2 separate regions of the Sus scrofa genome follow, and region 1 is linked to region 2. The links are chromatin contacts, called in public HiChIP or PLAC-seq maps. All regions are on one chromosome and are shown on one strand. The core of a region is the stretch at or near the end of the contact, and the rest is flanking DNA. Distances in the headings are between cores, read along the strand shown.

Region 1 (4,580 bases), core at 23-2,522, 460 kb after region 2:
CTCCGCCTCAAGACACAGACCCACAAGGACAGGGCTGTGCCGCTCTCCTTCAGCACTGTAGCCCCAACATCACTGTAGCCCCAGCATCGGTCCCAGTGCCTGGCCCCTCGTAGGTCTCTGTAAGGGTTTGTCCAATGAATCAACGTAACAATATGAAATGATTTGGGATGAGTTGTGATATGTTGCTGGATGGTGGATCTGTGAATTAGTGGTGTGGGTGGCGTAACTGAGAATATCATGGAAGGCAAGTACTCTCCTTTCCTGTAAACCGTTGCCTGGTGGAGAGGACAGCGGGCAGGAGGATCACTCTGCCCTCTGCAGTGTCCCCACTAGGCTCGTGGTCCTGAACGCCACGGGGCCTCACCCAGGCTTCTTCCTTGTCACAACCTCACCTCCCAACCTTCCGAAGGCATTGGGCTCCCTGGATGTTAGAGCTGATGGGACCCCAGAGCTTCCAGAGATGGCTCCACACCACGGTCACCTGGGGGACCTTTCAAAACTATTCGTGGACCCTGCCGGGAACTTAGGTCCTGACCCTGCCACACACTGTGTGAGCTTGGGAAATTTACTTAACCTCTCTGTGCCTTGATTTCTTCACCTCTTAAATGGAAATAACAACAATGCCAACCTCAGAGATTTGCTGTACGGATCCACGTCAACAGTGTAGGTGAAGCTCTTGGTGCAGTGCCTGACTCAGTACCTCCTGAATCAACATGGCTCTTGGTGCAGTGCCTGACTCAGTACCTCCTGAATCAACGTGGCTATTATTGTACCAATTATCTCACCACTAGTTAGCGGCCGATGTGGGGCGAGCATCCAAGCCTCCTGATCCTGGATCCAGTGTTCTTTCCAACACGTCACTCTGAATGTGCACGCAGCCTTCCCTCTGAGGCCAGGCTCGAGGGCCACAGAGGGGCATGTGGCTGCTGCCTTGGGACCCTTTAGTCAAACCGAATGGAAGAGAGAACTGCATCTGAGAACAAAGGGCAGATCTGACCCACGGGGAACAGACGGCTTGAGAGTGTGGGAGTCGCAGGCAGTTTTTCGGTCCTTTGGGAAGCCCGCTGGCTGCTCCTGTTAGTATTCCACCGTGGAAATATTGGGAACCAAAAATAGATGTTCTTGAGGGGAGCTTAATCCTCTGGGCTTTCCAAAACAGCTGCTGGAGAGTTCCAGGAACCAACCACCAGGGGGCATGACCATCCCATGCGCTTGGTGGCTGGTGAGCCAGAACTGGTGGGAAGTTTCCATGAAACTCCCAACACCCTCCCACAGCCTCACACCCCAGCCTTGTCCTGATCAGGACCCCGTGGCTGGGATCCCCACAGATCAGCAGCTCTGTGTCCTAAGGAAACTGTTTTGCAACTCAGCCCATGGCTCTCCGCCTCGGGGACCCTTAAGAGCAGCAAGAGGTCTTGCATCTATTTTCTTGGCTTCTCCCCTGCACCCCTCCCCCAGGACTAGCCCAGCGCTGGATACACAGCAGGCACGTGTTGGTTGGAAGAGGAACGTAGGAAGTCCGGTGTAATGAATGAATTATGGAAAGGAAACCACCCCCGTTTGGGGGATGGTGAGAGCGTGGAGTGATATGGATCAGAAAGGGGGGTTACCGGGAGTTCCCGTCGTGGCGCAGTGGTTAACGAATCCGACTAGGAACCATGAGGTTGCGGGTTCGATCCCTGCCCTTGCTCAGTGGGTTAATGATCCGGCGTTGCCGTGAGCTGTGGTGTAGGTTGCAGACGCGGCTCGGATCCTGCATTGCTGTGGCTCTGGCGTAGGCCGGTGGCTACAGCTCCGATTCAACCCCTAGCCTGGGAACCTTCATATGCCGTGGGAGCGGCCCAAGAAATAGCAACAACAACAAAAAAAAAAAAAAAAAAAAAAAAGAAAGAGGGTTACCGCTGAGGGTCAAGAGGAGGGTCATAGCTAAATGGGAAAGTGGGGGAGGCTCCCTGGTGGCCTAACGGTTAAGGACCCAGGATGGTCACTGCTGTGGCACGAGTTCAGTCCCTGGCCTAGAAACTTACACATGCTGTGGGTGCAGCAAACAAAAAACAAAAAAACAAAAAAAACCTAAATGGGAAAGTGGTGAGAGGCTCAAGCGGGAGGCAACAGATCTACTTCCGAGATCCAGGTACTAAGAGACTGCTCTGGGCTGCAGCCCAGGACATGGGGTGGGAGGCAGTGATGAGCCCAAGCAGTCGGGCACTGCTCAGCTGACCTCCAGATGGGCGTCGTTGGCCCAACAGCCACATAAGCTGCTCCTGTCTTTGGGGTGGTTGCCAGCTACCATCAGGCTCTGAGCCCCCACAGGGGAACCTGGGTCGCACTGCCTCCCTCTGTGTGAGGCCCTGGGGCTCGGCACTCTGAACCTGTATCACAGAAGGTTCAAGAAGTCCAGAAGTCTCTTTCAAGAGAACCTCCAGGGGTTTTTTTTTAAATTAATTATTATTATTATTATTTTTGTCTTTCTAGGGCCACAACCAAGGCATGTGGAGGTTCCCAGGCTAGGGGTCCAATTGGAGCTGGAGCTGCCTGCCTACACCACAGCCACAGCAACGGGGGATGTGAGCTGTGCCTGCGACCTCCACCACAGCTCACGACAACGCTGATCCTCAACCCACTGAGCGAGGCCAGGACCAAACCTGCATCCTCACGGATGCCAGCCAAGTTCATTAACTGCTGGGCCACGATGGGAACTCTGAGAACCTCCAGGGTTTTAAAGTCTCTGCCACCAGCCCAGCATGCAGCATCCTAATTCCACCTGCCCAGGGGGGTGGGTATCCCCATAAGATTTGATTTTCGGGTTTAATGAGGCAGAGCGGAAAGAATACAGGATGGGAAAAATCTTGGGTTGGAATCCCAACTCTAGACCTGTTGCTCTCAGAGGTATGGTTTCCCTGAGACCCAGATTGTCACCTGTGAAACATCAGTACCTCCTTGCAGAGGATCAGAGGAAGCAGCAAATGTTCAGGGCCAGCCCACAAGGATGCAGAGTCTGGGCAGATGGGCAGCTCCTTTGGCTGTTTTTTCCCTTTGAGCTTCAGAGCGGGTGGTCACCAGGAAGCTCTGAGAAGAGGCAGCCGAGTCCTGCCCAGCCCAAGCGGAATAGCAACAGCCAGGGCAAGGCTTCTTTCCTCCAGCCTCAAGGCTTCCCAGGACTGTCCGTGTTGGTTACCATGTGCTGTGGTGGTTGCCAGGGAACCACTTACTATTTTTATGTGTTCCCACATGACGGGCCTGCGGAAAGGCTCAGACATAGTCGGTCCAGGAGGGATCCCGGAAGCAGCGATGCCCAGTGGGCTCTGCTGGAGACCTTGGCCACTGGTGCCAAGGGATGGGAGCTGTGGTGAAGCCCCAGGATGAGGCCTGGGATTCAGACCTACATCCCCAAGTGCAGGTGGGTGGAGACTGCCGAGGCGAGGGGGGCCCTGGGTGTGGGAGCATCAATCCATTCACCCACTCATTCATTTTGTCAAACCTAGAAGGTGCTGGGCAGTGTGCTGGGGGTGGAGAGACGACTGGGAGCAGGGCGAGTGCATCTCAGCCTGGGGGAGAGAAGGATAATTTAAAAAACACCAGGAGTTCCTGTCATGGCTCAGTGGTTTACGAATCCGACTAGGAACCATGAGGTTGCGGGTTCAATTCCTGGCCTCGCTCAGTGGGTTAAGGATCCGGCGTTGCCGTGAGCTGTGGTGTAGGTTGCAGACCAGCGGCTACAGCTCCGATTCCACCCCTAGCCTAGGAACCTCCACATGCTGTGGGAGCGGCCCTAGGAATGGCAAAAAGACAAAAATAAATAAATAAATAAATAAAAATAAATAAAAAATAAAAAAAACACCATTGCTCCACGGAGCATGCTGGGTACCATCTTGGCAGGGAGGGAGCCAGGGAAACTTCCTTGGTGAGATGACTTCTAAGCCAGGATAAGGTTTTGCAGGGGATGTGGCCAAGGGGTAGGAGGATTCCGGGCAGAGAGGACAGCATGGGCAAGGGGCTAGGGGAGATTGTGAGTGAGGCACCTTCTAGAACTGAAGTCATCTAACTTCTGGAGTGTGGGGCAGGCTCCAGCCCCAGGGGAAGTGAAAGCTGGGGGCGGGGGACAAGCTGCACCACAGCGGGTACCCCTAGGCACACCTGGCATTAGGCCTCTGGCAGCAAGACTGCTGTCCAGGCGGTACCCTGGGGAGGGCATGGTTCCCTGTGCCCCTGGGCCTGTGGGGGAATCTCCAGGGCCTCTGGGGAACCAGAGAGTCTGAGCTCTTGGAGGCAGATTCCATCAGGGGAGCTGAGTTACTGCTCATGGTCCTGGGCTGAGCAGCTAGTGTCCAGGGAGGGGAGGGGAGGAAGCTGTAGCTGTCACCCTGACTCCTTCAACCCCAGGCTGTTGCCAGGACCCTGCACACACAACTAAAGGTTTCTTATCACCTCGGTTCATGAACCTGCTGGGAAGACTGAGAAGCCAGTCCTCTGGTGGGGGTGGAATGGAATGGGGAAATGAGAAGGTGACACCCTTGGTGTCAGGAGTCCGCTCACATGTCACATGTCACATCTGCATCCCATGCATGCTACATACACTA
Region 2 (4,528 bases), core at 1,527-4,026:
TAGCCTCTAACTTCTAAGACCTAAAGTAGCCTTGCAAAGGTCTGAAAAAGGTCTACTATGAGCACACTAACCATCTGAGCCAAATTCTAGAAACCTTGGCTTCCTGAGAGCTCGTGTCACATTGTCTCTTGGCTGCTGGGAGAAATCTGTAATGGCCTGTTTTCTCTCAGTCCCACGACCACCAGCACCTGCTGGGAAGTCAGTGACAGAACAGGCCACAGAGAAAAAACAAACGCCGACCACTCAGCCCTATGGTAGCTCCCTGGGGTCACTGCCGTGATGAGCCGTAGGCATGAGCCACAGGCACGCCATCGCCTCGGAAGCCGGGTTTTGGCCACTCTCCTGGCTTCCTCACTTTGGAGCCTCTCAGCCCTGAGGAACTGAATTTCCACATTTTTGGTAGTTTCTGTGTTTGGTAGTTTCTAAAACGTCTCCCTTTTCTTTTCCCACACTCTGCTATTTGGCAGCCTTGAAGATAGATGCACTTTAGGAGTTCCTGTCGTGGCTCAGTGGTTAACGAATCCGACTAGGAACCATGAGGTTGCGGGTTGGATCCCTGGCCTTGCTCAGTGGGTTAAGGATCCGGCGTTGCCATGAGCTGTGGTGTAGGTCGCAGACACGGCTTGGATCCCGTGTTGCTGTGGCTGTGGTGTAGGCTGGCGGCTACAGCTCCGATTAGACCCCCAGCCTGGGAACCTTCATGTGCCACAGGGGCACCCCTACAAAAGACAAAAAGATGAAAAAAATAAAATAGATGCATTTCATTATTATTATTATTTTTTTGGCCACACCTGAGGCATGTGGAAGTTCCAGGGCCAGGGATTGAACTTGGACCACAGGTGTGACCTGAGCCACAGCAGAGCCCATGCCAGATCCTTAGGCTGCAGAGCCATCAGGGAACTCCTAGTGCACTTGAATTTGGAGCTCTTTGGCCTCCTTTTTCTAAAACTTTCCTCATCCTTTCTATCAGTTCCCCATGCCTTCCAGGTGCTGAGAAATCACCGTTATAAATAGCTTTTTCTTATGAGGCACTGACTCTGTGCCAACCATTATTCTAAGCAGTTTATGTGGATGAATTAATTCTCACTAAACTTTATGGGGGTGATAATGTTACTATCCACTTTGCAGAGGAAGAAGAGGAGGCACTGAAAGTTAGGTAACTTGCTCAAAGCCAAGTCACGTGATTAGCAAGTAGTGGAAAACAGAGTTCTTCCCCAGAATTTAGAGCCATGCCCTTGACTGCCCCCCGTCCTCCTGCTTCCCGCACAAAGCATCTTCCCAGGCATCTGAGGATGACACCAGGCCACTCCTGCCTCTGCACCGTGGCTCATGGAACACCTCCCCCATGTCTTGTCACCTCGTCAAGGTCCAACCCGGATGCCACTTCTCCCATAAAGTATTTCTTTTTTTTTTTTTTTTTTTTTTTTTTGCTATCTTGGGCCGCTCCCGCGGCATATGGAGGTTCCCAGGCTAGGGGTAGAATCGGAGCTGTAGCCACCAGCCTACGCCAGAGCCACAGCAACGCAGGATCCGAGCCGCGTCTGCAACCTACACCACAGCTCACGGCAACGCCGGATTGTTAACCCACTGAGCAAGGTCAGGGACCGAACCCGCAACCTCATGGTTCCTAGTTGGATTCGTTAACCACTGCGCCACGACGGGAACTTCCCATAAAGTATTTCTGACCTCCCTTACAACACGCTTTTCCTCGCTCCATCCGTAGCTCTGGTATTTCCTTTTGTGCATCTGTTAACCCCATGGGTTCCTACTCATGCCAGCCTCAGAGACTGCAAACAACTTGAGAGCAGGGATCAAATAATTCGTCTTTGAATCCAGTGCTGAATATCCCATACCACTCAATAAACTTTAGTTCTTACTAACATGTAAATGGCTAATAGGGCTTCATCATGTTCCCTTTTTTTATCATGGATTATTTTTACTGAACAAAAGCAAAAGTTCTAAGCCAGGAATTCAAGCCACCATGACAACATTCTAAGAATGAACAAGTGGGAAGTTTTTTTTTTTTTTTTTTTTCTTTATAGGAGAGGCTTTACCTTATCTCAAAAAGCCACTCAGGGGAACCTGCCTACTTGTCCAGCTGAATGTAGGTCTGCAACATCAGACAGCTTGGGGGCTTCCAAGGGAGAGGGACGACTAGGTTGTCTCCTTCCCTATCTGTCCTCACCCCTCCCACCTACCCTGAGGGACCCAAAACCCAGGGGAGAAAAAATCCTGGCAGAAAATGAGTTAAACTGTAATTCCCAGTGAACTGCCTAGAAGGTGAAACCTTCTTCTTCCACAGCAACACCAGCTGCAGTTTCCTGGCCTGGCAAAGGGCAGAAGTGGGTTATCACAGCATGCCACCTGCCTGTGGGCCCAGCCAGAAATACTGTTCGGTGCTTGCCAGCTCATGTCAGGGCTGCAGCTGGGGGAGCTTTTGCATGTGGAGGGGCCTCTCCCAAGTGCTGCCCTGGCTATAATTAGACTATTGCAAGGGGGGTTATTTTTAAGAAACACAAGCACCAGGATGATGATTCAGCCGGGTCTGCACTTGCCCAGAACCTCACATCAGCTCCGGGGTTATTATTTTAAACTGAACAATATATTTCTCCAAATCCCTCCCCAGTCCAAACAAGGACAAGAAATCAAAGGAGTCTCCTTCTGAAGGGCTCTTGGCTACCTTCCGTTTTAGGGAAGGCGGGGTAGGGACTTGGGGTTTCCTTTGATGCACTTTGTGGAAGGAAGGGGGGCCACTTCTCTCTGCACGCAAAGGGATGCTCCCAGCCTCATCTGTTGTCACGTCAGCACATCCAGGGTGACACATCCAGGGTGAACTAGGGTGACCGCCTGGAGCCCTGGTCCCAAGTCTACCCGCAGCCCCACCCTCAGGCCTGCATCCCCGGAGTCAGCTGCTGCGGAGCTGTGCAGAGGGTGACGGTTCCACAGAGAAGCTGTGCCGTGGGGCAAGCTCCTGTATTCAGCACAGACTGCTAGTGTTTGCTAACTGCTTCTTGATAGTTCAGGGAGAGTGAAGGCATGGAGTCTTTCACACACTCCAAGGCACAAAGAGCTCAGCCGGATTGGATGTTGGTGCCTGTGAAGCCACAAGAAGTGTCAGAAGCAGAAAAGGATGGCAGCATGCTGAGGACAGAAGGGGGCCTGAACAGCCAAGCTGGTGTGTATCTGTGTGAGGCTGGGCCTCAGGAAAGAGGCAGGAAGTGGCAGGAAAGCCTACGGGGGCCCCCCTAAACCATCCAGCCCCCTTTCTGTCCCTCTGGCTAAGGGCTGTGTCTGGGGCATCTCCTCTCCTTGCGTCCCAACACCCCCAGCCCCGACCCCAAGCTGTCACTGGGCAGGATGGGTCAGAGGGCCTGAGCGGCACCTGGAGAGCAGGGCTCCTGACACCTGCTGCCTACATACTCACAGGAATTTTTTTTTTTTTTTTGGTCTTTTTTTTGCTATTTCTTTGGGCCGCTCCCGCGGTATATGGAGGTTCCCAGGCTAGGGGTCTAATTGGAGCTGTAGCCACCGGCCTACGCCAGAGCCACAGCAACGCAGGATCCGAGCCGCGTCTGCAACCTACACCACAGCTCACGGCAACGCCGGATCGTTAACCCACTGAGCAAGGGCAGGGACCGAACCCGCAACCTCATGGTTCCTAGTTGGATTCGTTAACCACTGCGCCACGACGAGAACTCCAACACAGGAATTTTTTAAGCAACGCTTTGTGCCAGGTAGCTCGCAGGTCTTGGAGTTACCAAGACAAACAGCCCAGTGGAGTTGGGGTTCTTCCGGGGAAAAAATCTACCTTCTGCTGGGTGTGCGAGAGACTTCGGGGACACAGCCCATCTCTGCCCCAGACAAAGCTGCCTGATGGGGACACACAAGCCAGCAGTCAGGCTACTCCTGCCTCTCACTTCCGTCTCCCTTGAGGTCACAGCCCTTCAGCGTAGCGGTGCATATGCCCAAGTTCACGGGCACTCACCCTCACACTCCACAGCTTACAGCCATGCCGTGTGGTCTCTGGAGTCCAGAAAGGGATTTACGGTAACGGTACAAAGGCAGCCTCTCGGTCCTCAGTGTTGAGGGTGCAGAGCAGGCCAGATCGGGGTGATGCTTCCCGGCACTCCCAAGTTAAGGCGGACCCCCCAGGATCCCGCTTGTCTAGTCTGGGAGAAGCCAGGTCAGGCCAGGCCCGGATTTAGGACTTAGGGCCTAAAGGGGTGGGCCTCAGGGGGAACCGTGGGATGGGGGGTGGTTCCTGCCCACCTGTCACCCTCACTCAAAGCCAGGCCCCCTTCACACTCACATTCCTTACTTCCCAGGGCGGCAGGCCCCACCGCTGGCAGCTGATGAGGCAGACAGCTGAAGTCGCAGTGTGGACAGACAGGCCTGAGCCTAGAGAGGTGTGGCTCCAGAGAGCGTCTCCTGCCCTCTGCCCTTTCCCTCAAGCCCTCCCCAGGCAGGAACCCTGGCCAGAGACAAAGAGCCAGGACGCCACTGAGATTCCCGGGCTCTGATCTCATCT

Evidence for each region. HiChIP or PLAC-seq counts read pairs in DNA pulled down with a chosen protein or histone mark.
Region 1: a contact with region 2 is called in an H3K27ac HiChIP or PLAC-seq map of skeletal muscle, with 4 times the contacts expected there. The contact joins two enhancer-like sites. A contact is called at or near these places in 1 of 47 Hi-C or Micro-C datasets (embryonic fibroblasts) and 1 of 2 datasets of contacts at active chromatin or transcription factors (skeletal muscle).

The regions. Positions count from the first base shown.
Region 1 is chr9:130,939,044-130,943,623 of Sscrofa11.1, forward strand. No RefSeq gene overlaps it. Among named protein-coding and RNA genes, the nearest start is that of NENF, 18 kb to the right of the region's middle. Within about 2 kb of position 1,273, at least 15 of the 83 cell types and tissues checked have an H3K27ac peak or open chromatin away from gene starts, as enhancers often do. A contact at or near this core is called in skeletal muscle, where this site is marked.
Region 2 is chr9:130,477,130-130,481,657 of Sscrofa11.1, forward strand. The region is part of intron 7 of VASH2 (vasohibin-2); the gene reads right to left. Among named protein-coding and RNA genes, the nearest start is that of ANGEL2, 25 kb to the left of the region's middle. Within about 2 kb of position 2,777, at least 20 of the 83 cell types and tissues checked have an H3K27ac peak or open chromatin away from gene starts, as enhancers often do. A contact at or near this core is called in skeletal muscle, where this site is marked.